2 separate regions of the Ovis aries genome follow, and region 2 is linked to region 1. The links are chromatin contacts, called in public Hi-C maps. All regions are on one chromosome and are shown on one strand. Each heading gives the region's core, a stretch centred on a gene start, on an enhancer-like site or on the middle of the called end of the contact. The rest is flanking DNA. Distances are from core to core; before and after follow the strand shown.

The links. Hi-C and Micro-C count contacts between places; a contact is called where the count stands out from the background.
Region 2: a Hi-C map of liver shows a contact between it and region 1, with 5 times the contacts expected there. The contact joins two enhancer-like sites. A contact is called at or near these places in 5 of 16 Hi-C or Micro-C datasets (blood, liver, skin fibroblasts and 1 more).

The regions. Positions count from the first base shown.
Region 1 is chr1:173,641,354-173,648,975 of ARS-UI_Ramb_v3.0, reverse strand. LOC132659969 (a long non-coding RNA gene) reads right to left here. Exons shown (of 3, transcript XR_009601082.1): 2 at 2,929-3,019; 3 at 1-1,940. Among named protein-coding and RNA genes, the nearest start is that of CD47, 180 kb to the left of the region's middle. Within about 2 kb of position 2,730, at least 28 of the 54 cell types and tissues checked have an H3K27ac peak or open chromatin away from gene starts, as enhancers often do. A contact at or near this core is called in liver, where this site is marked.
Region 2 is chr1:173,690,622-173,698,243 of ARS-UI_Ramb_v3.0, reverse strand. No RefSeq gene overlaps it. Among named protein-coding and RNA genes, the nearest start is that of CD47, 130 kb to the left of the region's middle. Within about 2 kb of position 2,638, at least 15 of the 54 cell types and tissues checked have an H3K27ac peak or open chromatin away from gene starts, as enhancers often do. A contact at or near this core is called in liver, where this site is marked.

The sequences.
Region 1 (7,622 bases), core at 1,481-3,980:
CCAGCTTCTCCCCACATCAAGGCATTTCTATATCCGCTCTCACCACTGTCTTATTCTTTAGGAATTTCCTAGCTCAAATTCCCAGGAAATTTTCTGGGGTCAAAGTGGATTGTCTATGTTTGGGTAACATCATGTTCTTGTTCACTGATTGACCACTGGTATGAAGAAAAGCTCATCTCTTAGCAATCAACACTGGAAGGAAAAGGCAGCCATGATTGGACAGCTATATATTCACCAGTAGAGTCCAATGCAGATGTCGACCTCCAAAGAACCGTGGTGTGCATCAATTAAAATAGAAAAGTCAAAAGTATTGTAAAATATTAAGTTATCTAAGAAGATGCGATATCATGTTTTAAACATACAGAGTACCCACATATTCACTTGCTAAATACCAATATATCAAGTTAGGATTTCTCAGGTGGTGCTAGTGGTAAAGAACCTGCCTGCCAATGTAAGACACATTCAATTCCCACCTTGAGAAGATCCCTTGGAGGACTGCATGGCAACCCACTCCAGTATTCTTGCCTGGAGAATCCCATGGACAGATGAACCCGGCAGACTATAGTCCATAGGGTCACAAAAAGCTGGACGTGACTGAAGCGACTTAGCATGCATGCATGCATATCCAGTTAACATCCTTGCTAATTAATCTAGCAAATTGGTATTTGCTGATTGATGTTTTGTTTCCATGAACGATTATTGCGACTGCTCTTCCCTGACATCCAGCTACATGCTAGCTATGTTAGGTCCTCTAAGCATTGAGACTGACTCTTTCAAATGTCAAGCAATTAGATGTTCAAATCATGCCATGCTGACTAATATATAGATTATAGCATTATATTTTCTTGGATTCTGTTTAAAAAGGGGGAAACTCAGAAATTATTCTTTGTTCAATAATAGTCTTGAAAGGCATCTGTTTCTAACTGCATGTTGTATGTACTCAAATCTGTATTGAAAAATTACACTGTAAATGTTTTGTAGGCTTTTTCTTTTTCAGTCATTTCAGTCTCTCACCGTCTCTCACTTCTTAATCAATTCCTCTTTTCTCAACACAGACTGCCTTGCCATCGAGCTATCAACTAATAATTTTCTAGAACTCAAAATGAAAAGAAAAACCTAACCAAACAAATAAACAAGAGTAAAGCTTCAGGATCCTTTGTACCTGAACAATTATGCTAAGGCATCCAGCTAGCCCTCTGCACATGGTGGGTTGAATTCAAATGGACACCTGAGATAGTGATTTTTTTCTAACTTAATAATTTTTTAAAAATCCAAAATGAATTTCCTTTTCCTTGTCTTCAGGAAAGCCTGCAAATACCAAATCCTCTATGAGAGAGATTTAATTTCGCTTTTGGTCTATGACACAGCACAATTATCTGTGGATGTTTAAAGAAAATTCACAAAGCAGAATGCGCTTAGTTCACACCAGATAAAGCCCCTATGAAATGATGCCATGGTTGGCGTCATCTGTTGACATTCATGCATGATTCAGCACCTCTAGACAACGATTTGGAGGAAATCTGCCTCTCCATTACAAGCCAGGCTCTGCCCTTTTGCTGGAAATTGAAAGGATCAAAATTTTCAGCTTTTAAGACTGTCTACCTCCTGTGACAGCTAGCACCCAGGAGCAATCCAGAGCCTCTTTCTGGTGTTTTCTCTACATGCCGTCCAGCACACGGTAGACAGGAGGCATCCAGGTGATTGACAGATATCTCGCTTGTCCTCTTGCTGCTTTTGCATCTGTTGATACAGCCCCTGTGTTTATATGTGTGATTAGGCTGAGGCTTTCTGGGTCAGCCACCCACGGATTGTATCAAAAATAATCAATCTTATTTGACTGTCTTAACATTTTGGCTATTTTAGTTGTTAAGGCAACCAGATCTGATGAAGTATTCACTCATCAATTTGATGTTCAGCAATCGTCTGTCATGGTTCTGAAGCTGGAGGGAAAATAAAAATAAAAATCAACTGTCAAAACAGTCAATCCAAAACAATCAATCCAATCATGAATTTCCCTGACACCAGAGACCATTGTTTCCCCTTTCCCTTATTTTGCCTCCTCCTTCGCCTCCTCCTCTTCTCCTGAGATCTGTGCCTCCCACAGATTCTTTCCTCTAGTGAAGCTGATGAACAGCAGAGAAGGGAGATATTTTATGTTCACAAAGGCTTACATTTTCCTAAAAGGTTTCCCTTTACTTGGTTTTGATGTTTGATAATTTTCGGCTAAATTATCCTAAAAGGTCCTAAAAGGATGGATACATTAAATGTATGGCAAATGTTACTCTGAATGGAGAATTTCAGGAGAAATGTCCTTTGCTTTCTCTTTCAAGATGAATTTCCCTTTTTGGGGAGCGCAGCTCCAAAGTCAGCCACAGGCAGCTGGCTTACACAGTCCCTTCCTGTCCCCTGAGTCTGTTCCAACCTCCTTGGAACAGAAGAGCTCCGAGTCTGGCCCTGGTGTGGGATGTGGCTGGCTTTCCAAGTTGGAAAATGTGTTAGTAATTACTTTTTACTGCTGTCTCCGTTTGAATTTCCAGACTTCTGCCCCCTCTCCCAGCCTGCGTTTCTCCACCCAGCTTCCTACCTCATTCTGGCTGCTAATTTAACCCTGGCTCCCTTCCTCCAGAAACATTTGACCTTGTGCAAGAACTTGGCATCAATTTCTCTCCTCTGCTGGACTAGGGCAATTAGCATCAGCAGGCAACCCTGCCAGACCGCCTGCCTGTTGTCCTCTGGGCTCTGCCTGGTACAATAGCAGGCCTCTGTTTCCGGGCAAAAGGGCAGTGGCCACTAGTTGCATTTGCCAGGAGACATTTTCCAACATTTTGCTTCAAGATGTTGTTACCAGGGATATGGACTAAGCCCAATTAGCTTGCTTAGTGAAGTAACCTATGGGGAAAAAATGTAGAAACATCGAAATCTCCTTACCTCAAATATTCCTGCTTTAGATTTGAAAGAATTCTCTTGGTTTCTCCTATCAAGAAAGGTTATTCTATGTTGATTGATGACCTGGAAAGGGCTATAAAGAAAGTAAGAGTTGTTTTACTTGTTTAAGAGAACAAACTTCGCAATCACTTAAGAAATGCCCATTTCTTCCTTTTGTTGATAAGTTGATTGCATACCATTTTAATCTCCCCATTAATTAAGTCCCCAAGAACAATTACAGGGTAGAGTTTCATAACTGAAAGAAGAACATATAGGTACTTGAGAAAAATGCTACTTCAGTTTCTTAAAAATCATCCACAATTCCATATTCTCACTAATTCCTTATTCTCACTAACATGAATGAGTGGGTTTCATGTTATATGTCTGTGAATGTATATCCTTAAAGTGTATAGAACAGAATTATCTTTGTAAAATACCTTGGGTTATAGAGATTCATTTTAGAGCTAGAAATTGGTTGAGGAGAGATTGGGATAGAAATTACAAATGGGGACATGGACTCTACTCATTATGATAAACATTCTATATCACTCAGACTATGAAATGTGAATTACATAGTACAAATATTCATATACATACCTACATGTGTGTGTATGTATATAACATACATGTATAAAATGCATAGTATGAAATGAAACTCTGAGTAAGCCATTCTATCCCTCTATTTATTGGGCAGGAGGAGGTATCAACTGCAGGGGTCTAAGTGACAAGACCTCTATGTCTTAGGAGATGAACGTCCAGAGACGGGTATCCTCCATATTGTTTCCACTTCCCAGAGGAAGGAAATTGAGACTGTTTTTCTCACAGTGTCCTTTTCCCTGCCCCCACATCAGAGGGCTAGTACCTTAATTAAATTCGAGTGTTCAGTAATGACGTTCACTACATACATCCAAAAAGAGCTTGTGAGAGCAAGAACACATGCTCTGAAACCAAAGCCTTGGCTTTAGCTGTGAAACTGTCAAAGTATGACAGCATAAGGTAAAAAGTTGACTCTCGTGCAAACATACAAAGAGCACATGTCAAAATTCATTTAATTTATTAATGAAGGAAGCATTAGGATTATAATACTGGTTCAAAAATTGGAAAGATTGAATGCATAGCTATAGATAGATAGATGGGAAGGAAGGAAGGATACAAGGAGAGGAGGAAGAAATGTGTCTCCATGGAATTATATTTTCTACTGGACAAAAATAATTCGCATTGTTATCAGACAAAAATCTACAAGTTAACCTAGAATTTCACAGAGTTTAGGACTAATGAATACTAAGTAGTAAGGTAAACAAAGGTACATTCTGTAAGAGAATTAACAATCTGTAGGCTCCAATTAGGTAAAGCTCCTGTATAATGTTGAAAGGATACATAGGACTCTTTTTGCCTTATTTTCACATTTAGGATAATTTTTTTTAACAACATGTAAGGCAAATTACCTCAAATCTCTCTGAACTTCAATGCTTTTATTTGAAAAGTGGGACTAACAATATCTACCTTATGGGGTTGTTGCAGGATTTAAATGAAATTGTATATCTAAGGCACCTCCCACAACATGGCATACATGGTAATTACCTTCCCTCCAAGTAGTCCTTTAATTCATATTATCTGACATCATGCCGTGCAGATCTCTTTAAATTGGCACCTCCTTGTATTACCAAAATATTGGTAATTGATGGTTATAATGATGATCTTGAGACTCTTTGCAGCCTTCTATACCATTACAGATAAAATTATGTGCTCAGCATAGTATTAATGTTAGCTGCAATTTATTAAGTTTCACTTTTTAAAGTCATTATCCATGGAATCTAACTCCATTAAAACAAAATAACCAGTTAACCAAAGCTATATTTTCCAGATTATTAAGCATAAAGAAAAATTTTACCAATTATTTTTACTTGGAATAATTATTTGAATCCAGAGGTGCCTGTGTTAAGCGGTAGATTTGAACAAACACCTTCTAACTTTTCTTCCAACTTCAAGATTTTATAATAAGTTGAAAAGTACACTTGAGAAAAAATATCACACAGAAGGAGAAAGTTTGTATATTTTAGTTCTCAGAAAAAAAGAACACAATTGTATACTAAAAATAATGACTGTAGGGATGCATTTTTATTTCTTTTAAAACATGTAATTAAAACATGTAATAGGCAATTTCAAATATATAGAAAATAACAAAATGCTCAGGTACCCAAGTCAATATTTATCACATCTTAATATTTATCCATGTCTCCTTGAGACAGAAAAAAGTAAGCTATAGCTAGATTTCTCTTTCATCCTCACCTCTCTTCCTTCCCCCATCTTCCATCCCCCAAAGGTCACTGTTATCCTAAAGTTGATCTATATCCGTATGGTACTGTTACGCACTCAAAACACTTGATAGCATTATTTTGTGAAATTTTAGGCTTTACTTAAATGACATCATATGCTATATGACGATTTGCAACATCTTTTGTCCACTCACCATTAGGTTCTTTAACTTTATCTGTGCAGATATATCTAGCCTATTTTACTTTGTATTCCAAAATGTAATTATTCTGTAATTTGTTGAACCACTTCTGTACTGAGTTATTATCTCCAATTTTTTGCTGGAACAACTCTGCAAAGCTGTTTTTGTAGACACAAAGAATGTCCTATAGGAAAGGTGTACCTTTTGCTGTGGTGTGGCCAAATTGCCCTCTGAAAGAATAATACTGATTTATATCTTGGCTAGCATGAAATTTCATATGATTATGGTCATTTGATTTTCCTTTTCAGTAAAGTGCCTGTTCATAATCTGTGCCCATTTTCTAATGGAGTGCTTCTTTTTTCATGTTGATTTTGTAAGTGTGTGTGTACGCGTGCTTTGCATGTTTTATAATTCTTTGAGGTTATATGCATTAAAGATATTTCCTCCTAGTACTGGTTTGTATTTTCAATCAACTTATGGAATATATATTCTTTTCACTTGAATGTAGTCCATTTTCCACTCTTAAGAGGTAGTGTACAGAGCAGTGACTCTAGCATAGATCTTGACTATCTAGGATCATCTCACACCTCTGCTGCTTAGCACACAGGTTAAGGAAGTGAACAGCCTCTTCAGGCCTCGGTCTTTTATGAAGATCATGTTAATAATGGCCCTTGATCTTCATAAAAGACTGAGGACTGGAGAGACTGTTCACTTCCTTAACCTGTGTGCTAAGCGGCAAAGGTGTGACCTAGGGTTTTCATGAGGATTACACAAATTAGCATATGTAAGGTACTCAAAATATTGTATACAAATAGAATAGCATAACAAATACTGGCTTATTGTTATTATATTACTTTGTAGTGTGCATTTTTATGTCTCATTTAAGAAATATTTATCTGCCCTGATAGAAAAAATATTATCTTAAATTTTTCATTCAAAGTTTTTAAATGTTGCTTCTCTGCTGATACTTCTGGAATTTTTTTTTAAAGCATGGGATGGGTAGGAAATGTATTTTTTCTCACAAAAATAGCCATTTTAAAGCAGTACGTATGGATAGCTTATCTTTTTCTCATAATGCTACCTCCGTCATGTATATCTCAAATATTTATGGCCTGACAATGGGTTCTTAATTTGTTTCAATGCTATGCTGTTTCAATGACTATAGTTTTATAGAACACCTGCAAAAAAGTTAGTATGGGTCTTCCTTCCTTATTCTTTTTCAAAATTGTCTTGACCCTTACTGGCTTTTTGCCCTTCCACATGAATTTTAGAGTCAGGTTGTCAAATTCTATGAAAAATCCAACTAGTTCAATTTGGTTTTGAAGAAGTTTCAATTACAAGAGTAGATTTCATCCTAAGAAAGTTCATTTGTACTGCACGTTGGCAGCACATTATGTGAAAAAAGCCCTGGATGAAGATTTGAAGGTTTGAGTATGAACTCTTTGGGACAAACCTATTCATAACTATAGGCTTCAGTTTCTTCATCTGTAGAAGAGGCTGGACCATGCTCATAGAACCTAAAACAGTACTCCTCAAAAAGTAAGCCCTAAAAGAGCAGCATCAGCATTCCCTGGCAAAAGGATAGCAAATTAGAATCAGAAATCTGAGGGCAGAGTCCAAGAATCTATGTTTGACAATCATCTCAGGTGGTTCATACTTATGGCATAAATGCTAATTTTGTGTCAACATGACTAGTCTATGGTATCCAGATACTTGATCAAGTAGTGTTCTAGATGTTTCTTCAGAGAAATTTTTTTAGATGAGATTAACATTTAAATCAATGAAATTTGAATAAAGCAGATTACCTAGCATAATGAGTAAATGAGTGAGTCCCACCCAATCAGTTGATGGCCTTGATAGAAAACAGACTGACCTTCCTGCCTGGGAAGAGAGAATTATAACATCAGACCATCTCTGGACGCAAACGGCAACTCTTCCCTGGGTCTCCAATCTATTGGCTTACGCTGTAGATTTTGGAGCCACTGGGCCTCCGTAATCACATGGGTGAATTATTTAAAAAAATATATATATATATATGTATATATATACATACACACTATTTACATATTTTATATACTTTCCTCTTATTGGTTCTGTTTCTCGGAAAACTCAGACTAATACACACAGCAAAGTCTGAGAAGATCATATTCCAATGCACCTGGCATAGCTCCATCTTTTGTGTATGACTGGTTCAGATTCATTCATTTGTGGAAGAGCTATGGCTAGAATCTAGGTCACAAGA
Region 2 (7,622 bases), core at 1,389-3,888, 49 kb before region 1:
CACATGGTAGGAACTCCCAGAGCTCTGACTTCCTGTGGGTTTGGACTGCCTTCAGCAGACCAGCCTCGTTGTTTCCATGACAGAAGGCGGTCATCAGAGGAAAGTGACTTCAGAGTTGGCTTTAATTAGAAGAGACTCTTAAGGAAGGAATTGATTTGTCCTGCTCTGTTTGGTGCCCCCCTACCAATACAGCCTTTCTACGGGGAAGACAGCGGCTTGGACTCAAGGTGTTTGTTTCTTTATTTTTTTTTATTTTCCCCTTTGGTTTTTTTTCTTTTTTTTTTTCAGTTGTGGCAAACAAAAGCTACTCTCTAGTTGTGGTGTGGGGGCTTCTCATTGTGGTGGCTTCTTTTGTTGCGGAACACAGGCTCTAGAACATGGGCTGAGTAGTTGCAATGCACAGGCTTAACTGCCCTGAGGCACGTGGAATCTTCCCAAACCAGGGATCAAATCCATGTCCCTTGCATTGGTAGGCGGATTCTTAACCACTGGACCACTAGCGAAGTTCTAAAGCCTTCATTTCCTGACTTCATGAGCTCAAAATGCAGGATGGGAGTCAAAAGCTACTGTTCTTTGAAAGACCCATCCCACCTGTCCCATCCCGGTGACCCCAGGCTTGCAAATCATGGGAAAGAATCCCTTTAGGCCATTGTGTGTATGCTAAGTCATTTCAGTCGTGTCTGACTCTTTGTGACCCACTGGACTGTGGCCCGCCAGGCTCCTCTGTCCATGGGATTCTCCACACAAGAACACTGGAGTGGGTTGCCATGCCCGCCTCCATGGGATCTTCCCCACCCAGGGATCAAACACATATCTCTTACATTTCCTGCATTAGCAGGCAGGTTAAAATGGCAACCCACTCCAGTATTCTTGCCTGGAGAATCCCATGGAAGGAGGAGCCTGGTGGGCTACAGTCCACGGGGTCGCAAAGAGTCAGACACGACTGAGCGACCTCGCTTCACTCTTTACCTTTAGCGCCACCTGGGAAGCCTCACTAGGCAGTTACTAGGAATTAATCCAGTACAGAAGATCGTCAATAGCAGCCCACCGAGAGTGGGCCATTAAGGAAAGACTGCTCTTCTCTTCAGGTGTGATAAATAGTGCATTTAAAGTATTCAATACTATAATAAAGGTTGTAATTAAGTGAGGCAACTTGGCATCTTAATAACTGCATGCTTGAAAAGATTTAAACTTCAGACTGAGACACAGACCAACATTCATAAACCCTCAAATGGGTTTCCTTTCTAGAGGCGAGAAAATAAAGTCTGCCTCGTTTCCTGAGAAGCTGACAGGGCGGGTGTGTTCCCAGATCTTCACGGAGTTAAAAGTAAGAGGTGACTTTGAGCTCCTGCCGCTGCCTCTTTTGTTCTCTCTCGGTGTTTTCCTGCTAGCTTAATTATTACCATCCTCCTAGTGGGAAAAAGGGAGAAAAAAAGCCTAGGGAACGCAGTGCAGGGACCTGGTAGCCCCAGCGATATGCAAATCACTTAGCAATATACAAATGACTTCAAGGAAGTCCAGTAAGCCTTCCTGGATCAAATCGTCTCCATTTCTGTGGCTTATTATGAAAAGAGAGTCACTTTTTGCCATCACTTGTCCTTTTGCTCTCCCCCATCCTTTCCAGAGTTTGCATCCACGCATGCCCACACTCACATGCACACACAGATTCACTTTAAAATCCAATTTTCCCTCTCCCTGTAAGTTCCAAAAGAGGATGTGCTTTTGTCAACACTAGAAAGGACTTTCAGAAAGATTTTGTAAAATACTGTGTTGAAGAAGAAGAAAAGACTGCAGAGATGCATAAAATGAAATCTACAATCCGGGTGAATCGGATGAGTGTCGATGCTATAGAGATTGAAACACTCAGAAAAACAGTTGAGGACTATTTGAAATGCAAATTTCAAATACATGTTATAATTACAAGTTCAGCTCGGCAGTTTACAAAACAGAGGCACTTTGTTCATTTTCATCCCATCCAGGAGATGTATATCAACTGTCAACTGCTGGACATTTGAAAACGGTTTCTGACATCATTCATTGAAGATTTCCCTAAGGCCTAGGATCGTGAGTCTGAGAAGAGATTCGGCAAAGGAAAGAAAGAGAATGCTTTCACTCCCACACATCTTTGTTTAAGTGCACACTGCCTTTGATCATAATCTACTGACAGTGTTTATGGAAAAATGATGTTAATCATACTTTTATCCTGGGAAACATTTCAGCCCTATAGACAAAGAATGAGCCTGTCAGAGAACAGCTGAGCTCTGTCTCTGTCATCCATCCCCACTCAATCCCTGTGTGTCCCCCAATCACTATTATTCCAAATTCCGAATATTCTAATTAATTCTGATCTCTACCTCTAGTAGAGATCACAGATTTCAAGAGTGAAACAATGCTTGTGGAGACTATCAGGGAAGCTTTTAGGTGACAATCTCTTGCTTCGTGCTCTGGTGAGAGGACATTCATATTTGTAGGGGGCACAGCTCTCCTTTCTCCACTCAGTGGACAGTGCTGCCCAAGACGCAGAGGGGAGAGGAAGTTTCTCAGATCTTCTCTGGGCTCCTCCAACTCCTCTGGGACAAGCCTGGAAGAAGAAAGTTCCAGCAGCCCCACTGACTTCCCGCACAAGGGCAGACATGAGCAGAGAAAGTCCTGCACTTTACACAAAGCCCAAGTCCTGCATTTCTATAAAACATGCAGTGACTGAGCAGCGTACAAAGGACAGTTAGCTCTGTAAACAGAAAAGACATTTCTGGCAGGGCTTGTTGTTGCTGTTTAGTTCTCTCGGACTCTTAGCAACCCCATGGACTGTAACCCACCAGGCTCCTCTGTCCATGGGATTCTCCCCACAAGAATGCTGGAGTGGGTTTCTATTTCCTTCTCCAAGAGATCTTTCCAACCCAGGGATCAACCCACATTTCCTGCATTGACAGGTGGATTCTTTACCACTGAGCCACCAGGGAAGCCCCTCTGGTAGGACCGCCTCTGTGCAAAGTATCAAAGTATTAAAAGTTTACTTCTCTGGGTCATGGCTTTTCCTAACTACACCCCACACCCCCCACACCCCAAATTGCCCTTTCCTCCTGGTGGGAAAATCCCCCACCAGGCAGGTTCACTGCTGGTAAGGACAACTAGGGTGTGGTTCAGATCTCACTCGTCCCCTGGGCCTGGTGCCCAGGTGGTGGTTCTGATTTGCTGATTTGCCCTGGGATTGGATTGAGAGTATTCTGTGCAATGAGGGTGAGCAGTGTGAGTGGAGTCACAGTTGGTCAGTCACAGGGTGGAGAAATGAGAGGCAGACTTCGAAACCCTGGGCCAACCCAGAATTTCTGCAGGTAGAGCCAGGAAGGCATAGAGCTGCACAGAGGATATGTCACTCTACCCATCTCAGAATATGCAGTTGTAGCTCAGAAGGTTTTAGGGATGGAGTATTGCAAATCCTGCAGCCTCAGCTGTCAGAAGAGGTTCCAGACAATGATCACAGGTGCCTGAAGTATTCTTCTGCCTTAGAGGTAAGAGCAGCTCAGGAAGCTTGCCCAGTCACACCCTGGCAGGCTTCCTTGCTGCCACTGTCTAGCAGCTAAGAACCCAAGCCCCTGGTGCCCTTTTCCACTTGTTCGGCAAATACTTCAGTTCAGTTCAGTTCAGTCACTCAGTCGTGTCCAACTCTTTGCGACCCCATGAATCGCAGCATGCCAGGTCTCCCTGTCCATCACCAACTCCCAGAATTCACTCAGACTCACGTCCGTCGAGTCAGTGATGCCATCCAGCCATCTTATCCTGGGTCGTCCCCTTCTCCTCCTGCCCCCAATCCCTCCCAGCATCAGAGTCTTTTCCAATGAGTCAACTCTTGGCATGAGGTGGCCAAAGTACTGGAGTTTCAGCTTTAGCATCATTCCTTCCAATAGTGAATGCATAGAATGTGCCAGGCACTGTGTTATGTGTTGGGGAGATAGTGCTGAGTAAGGAAGAAATCTACCCTGTCCTTCTGGAGTTTTAATGTCTAGTAAGGGAGACAGATGCAAAATAAATAATTCTAGTGAAAGTGAAGTTGCTCAGTTGTGTCTGACTCTTTGTGACCCCATGGACTGTAGCCTACCAGGTTCCTCCGTCCATGGGATTTTCCAGGCAAGAATACTGAAACGGGTTGCTATTTCCTTTTCCAGGAGATCTTCCCGACCGAGGGATTGAACCTGGGTCTCCTACGTTGTAGGCAGATACTTTACTGTCTGAGTCACCAGGGTTAATAATTCTAGTAGTTCCTTTTAATTGAGAAATGAGCTTTAGTGCAAGGCTGTCATACACTAAGGGCTTGGCCAAGCACAGGGTTCTTGACAAGCTTTTTAAGAAATTCAGACTTAGTTTGGACAATTGCAAGAGAACATGTAGAGTCAGAAAGACTGGGAAAACCATCTGGTAACCCCACCCTTCATGTACAGATGAGTGATTCACATACATAGTCAAAGGGAAATTTGCCCATGTCGCAAGGCTTCTTGAGCCACAAATTAGAAATTGAGAATATGTAGTAAACCACATATGGAAGAATATGAGTGTGGACCCCAGCATAGCCTTCAGAATTATTTTAGTAGATGACAAGGAGTTGTGGGGGAAGAAAGTCCCACATCACAGCGACCCTGGCTTTGATTTTAGAAATTGTTCATATATTCAACGTTGGTATATACACTCAGCCAAAGTCCTGGGAGTTCCCTCCAAAAAAATGGTGAAACTGCATGATAATGACCTGACTCACAAGTTGCAGGAAGCTGTCCAGTATCTCCACCCACACCCTTGTTCAACTCCTCCGCGAAAGCCGCATTTCTGGGAAAGCAGATTTCTTGGTGTCACAATGGTAGATCTCCTCTTTGCCCCCTCTTTCTAGGAGACACAAAACTCTCCCTCAGGCAAAGTAAACAGGAAAGAATGTCTTGTTTCAATCAGGCTAGATTCTAACTAATTTAGAGAAAGATATTACCAGTGAGTATCCAATTCAGTCACTCAGTTGTGTCTGACTCTGTGACCCCACGGACTGCAGCACGCCAGGCTTCCCTGTCCATCACCAACTTCTGGAGCTTACTTCAACTCATGTCCATCAAGTCAGTGATGCCATCCATCTCATCCTCTGTCATCCCTTTCTCCTCCCACCTTCAATCTTTCCCAGCATCAGGGTCTTTTCCAATGAGTCAGTTATTCTCAACAGGTGGCCAATGTATTGGAGTTTCAGCATCAATATCACTCCTTCCAATGAACACCCAGGACTGATCTTCTTTGTGATGGACTGGTTGGATCTCCTTGCAGTCCAAGGGACTCTCAAGAGTCTTCTCCAACACCACAGTTCAAAAGCATCAATTCTTTGGCACTCAGCTTTCTTTGTAGTCCAACTCTCACAGTCATACATGACTACTGGAAAAACCATAGCTTTGACTAGATGGACCTTTGTTGGCAAAGTAATGTCTCTGCTTTTTAATATGCTGTCTAGGTTGGTCATAGCTTTTACTCCAAGGAGCAAGCATCTTTTAATTTCATGGCTGCATTCACCGTCTGCAGTGATTTTGGAGCCCCCCAAATAAAGTCTGTCTCTTATTTCCATTATTTCCCCATCTATTTGCCATGAAGTGATGGGACCAGATGCCATGATCTTAGTTTTCTGAATGTTGAATTTTAAGCCAACTTTTTCACTCTCCTCTTTCACTTTCATCAAGAGGCTCTTTAGTTCTTCTTCACATTCTGCCATAAGGGCGGTGTCGTCTGCATATCTGAGATTATTGGTTTTTCTCCCAGCAATTTTGATTCCAGCTTTTGATTCATCCACAGCCCGGGATTTTGCATGATATACTCTGCATATAAGTTAAATAAGCAGGGTGACAATATACAGTCTTGACATAGTCCTTTCCCAATTTGGAACCAGTCTAACTGTTGTTTCTTGACCTGCATACAGATTTCTCTGGAGACGGGTAAGGTTTTCTGATCTGGGTGAGTATCCAGGGTGTCTGAAACAAATATCTGCTTTGTGAGGACTCTGCACCATCCAAGGGGTCTGGGGTCACCAGGCAGCCTGGGAAATCCACTTGTGGGCTGGTTTGCTGCAGCTAATGGGAAACTGTGCAAGCTTGCTCCCTTGATGGTTTCCAGAGACCACTCATTAGGCTGAGTAGTTATGTGAGTGCAGTATTTTCAAGAGAGGATTTAAGTTGAACACTGGTAGGACTGTTTGAAAACACTTTTAATGTAGTGGTTAAAATTAGATGATGTTACAATCCCAGTGAAACTTATGCTGGTAGGAATGATTTAAATATTTTAAGCATTTAAATTGTTTAGGCTGTAAAGTTTGCGTATTGAAATGGTGTGACTTTGGTCCATCTTGCCCTGCAGTCACCCTCTGGCTCAGTCTCATAGGTGAGCTGGGTGTCACAGTTTCACTCCAGCAAAGGAGATCCTAACCCATGGCTGTTGAAAGAAAAGGATCTGAAGGAAAATGGCTCACAGTTCTGTCTCCTGTGTTCTCTAGGATCCAGCTGACCACTCAGATACTTTGATGCCATTGAGGGAACTCAAGCAAAGAGCCAACCTCTTCTCTGTCTTCTCTCCAGTCATCCATGAACCTGTTCATGATCTAACAAGTTGGTGGCAATAAACTTTTGCTTGAGAATGGCTTTCCTGTTAGGAATTTTATATTCCTTTCCTGCATGGACTTTGCTTAATGGCACAGCTGGAGTGAAAAGAATCACGAAGCTAATGCTGGGGCACACAGACTCCAATTAGAAAAGTGAATGATTTTAAAATAGGCAATAAAGATTACTGGGTGTCCAGTCAAGGGCTCAGCTCCCTATTTAATCATCTTTGAGCTATTTTACAATTATTTAAGTTGCAGAAAACTGATGAAAATACAAATGATTTTTATCCAGAGAAATACAGACAAATTGTGTCCACTTGAATGCAACTGATTATCGCTGATGGATCATCATCAGTTTTTCAACTATTCATTTCAGTATTTCTGTTTGTACATCTATATGTCTACATATAGATATCTGCTCCGAATTCTCCTTTGAACCAACTGTATCATCTTATTGAGTTTCTCATTAATTAATGACTTAAATAAAATCTTTGGCATGTGTTCACTTTATATTTGTATGAGCATCACAATTAACCTATCCAAAAACATTAGCCTGTAAAGTAAAGGTAAGCTCTGTCTCATGCAGTATAGTTGTAGAAATATTTCTTACTGTTGACCATGATGATTATAAAGGAGGAAAGGATAACAAGTTCACCCCTATAAACTACTTAAGATTGCTGCCAAAACTCAGCCTCTGTACAGTGGTGCTGAATTGAATCTTGGAGACAGAGTTTTGGGTAAAGTAGAAAAGAATAACTTTACAGTAATTCCCCTACGTATGAACCTTCAAGCTTCAAACTTTCAAAGATGTGAATGTGCATTCACATGTCCAATCACGTAAGCTAGTTCACATGTCTGGCATCACACGCCTGCATCTCTGCAAGTGGTCGTGCTTTTAGGTACTTCACAGTACTGTAAAGAGTACAGTAGTACAGTATCTTTATTTCAAGCTCAAGATATGCAGAAGCAAACATAAAAACAGCAGCGATGTAACTGGTACTGCTCAGATTTGAGA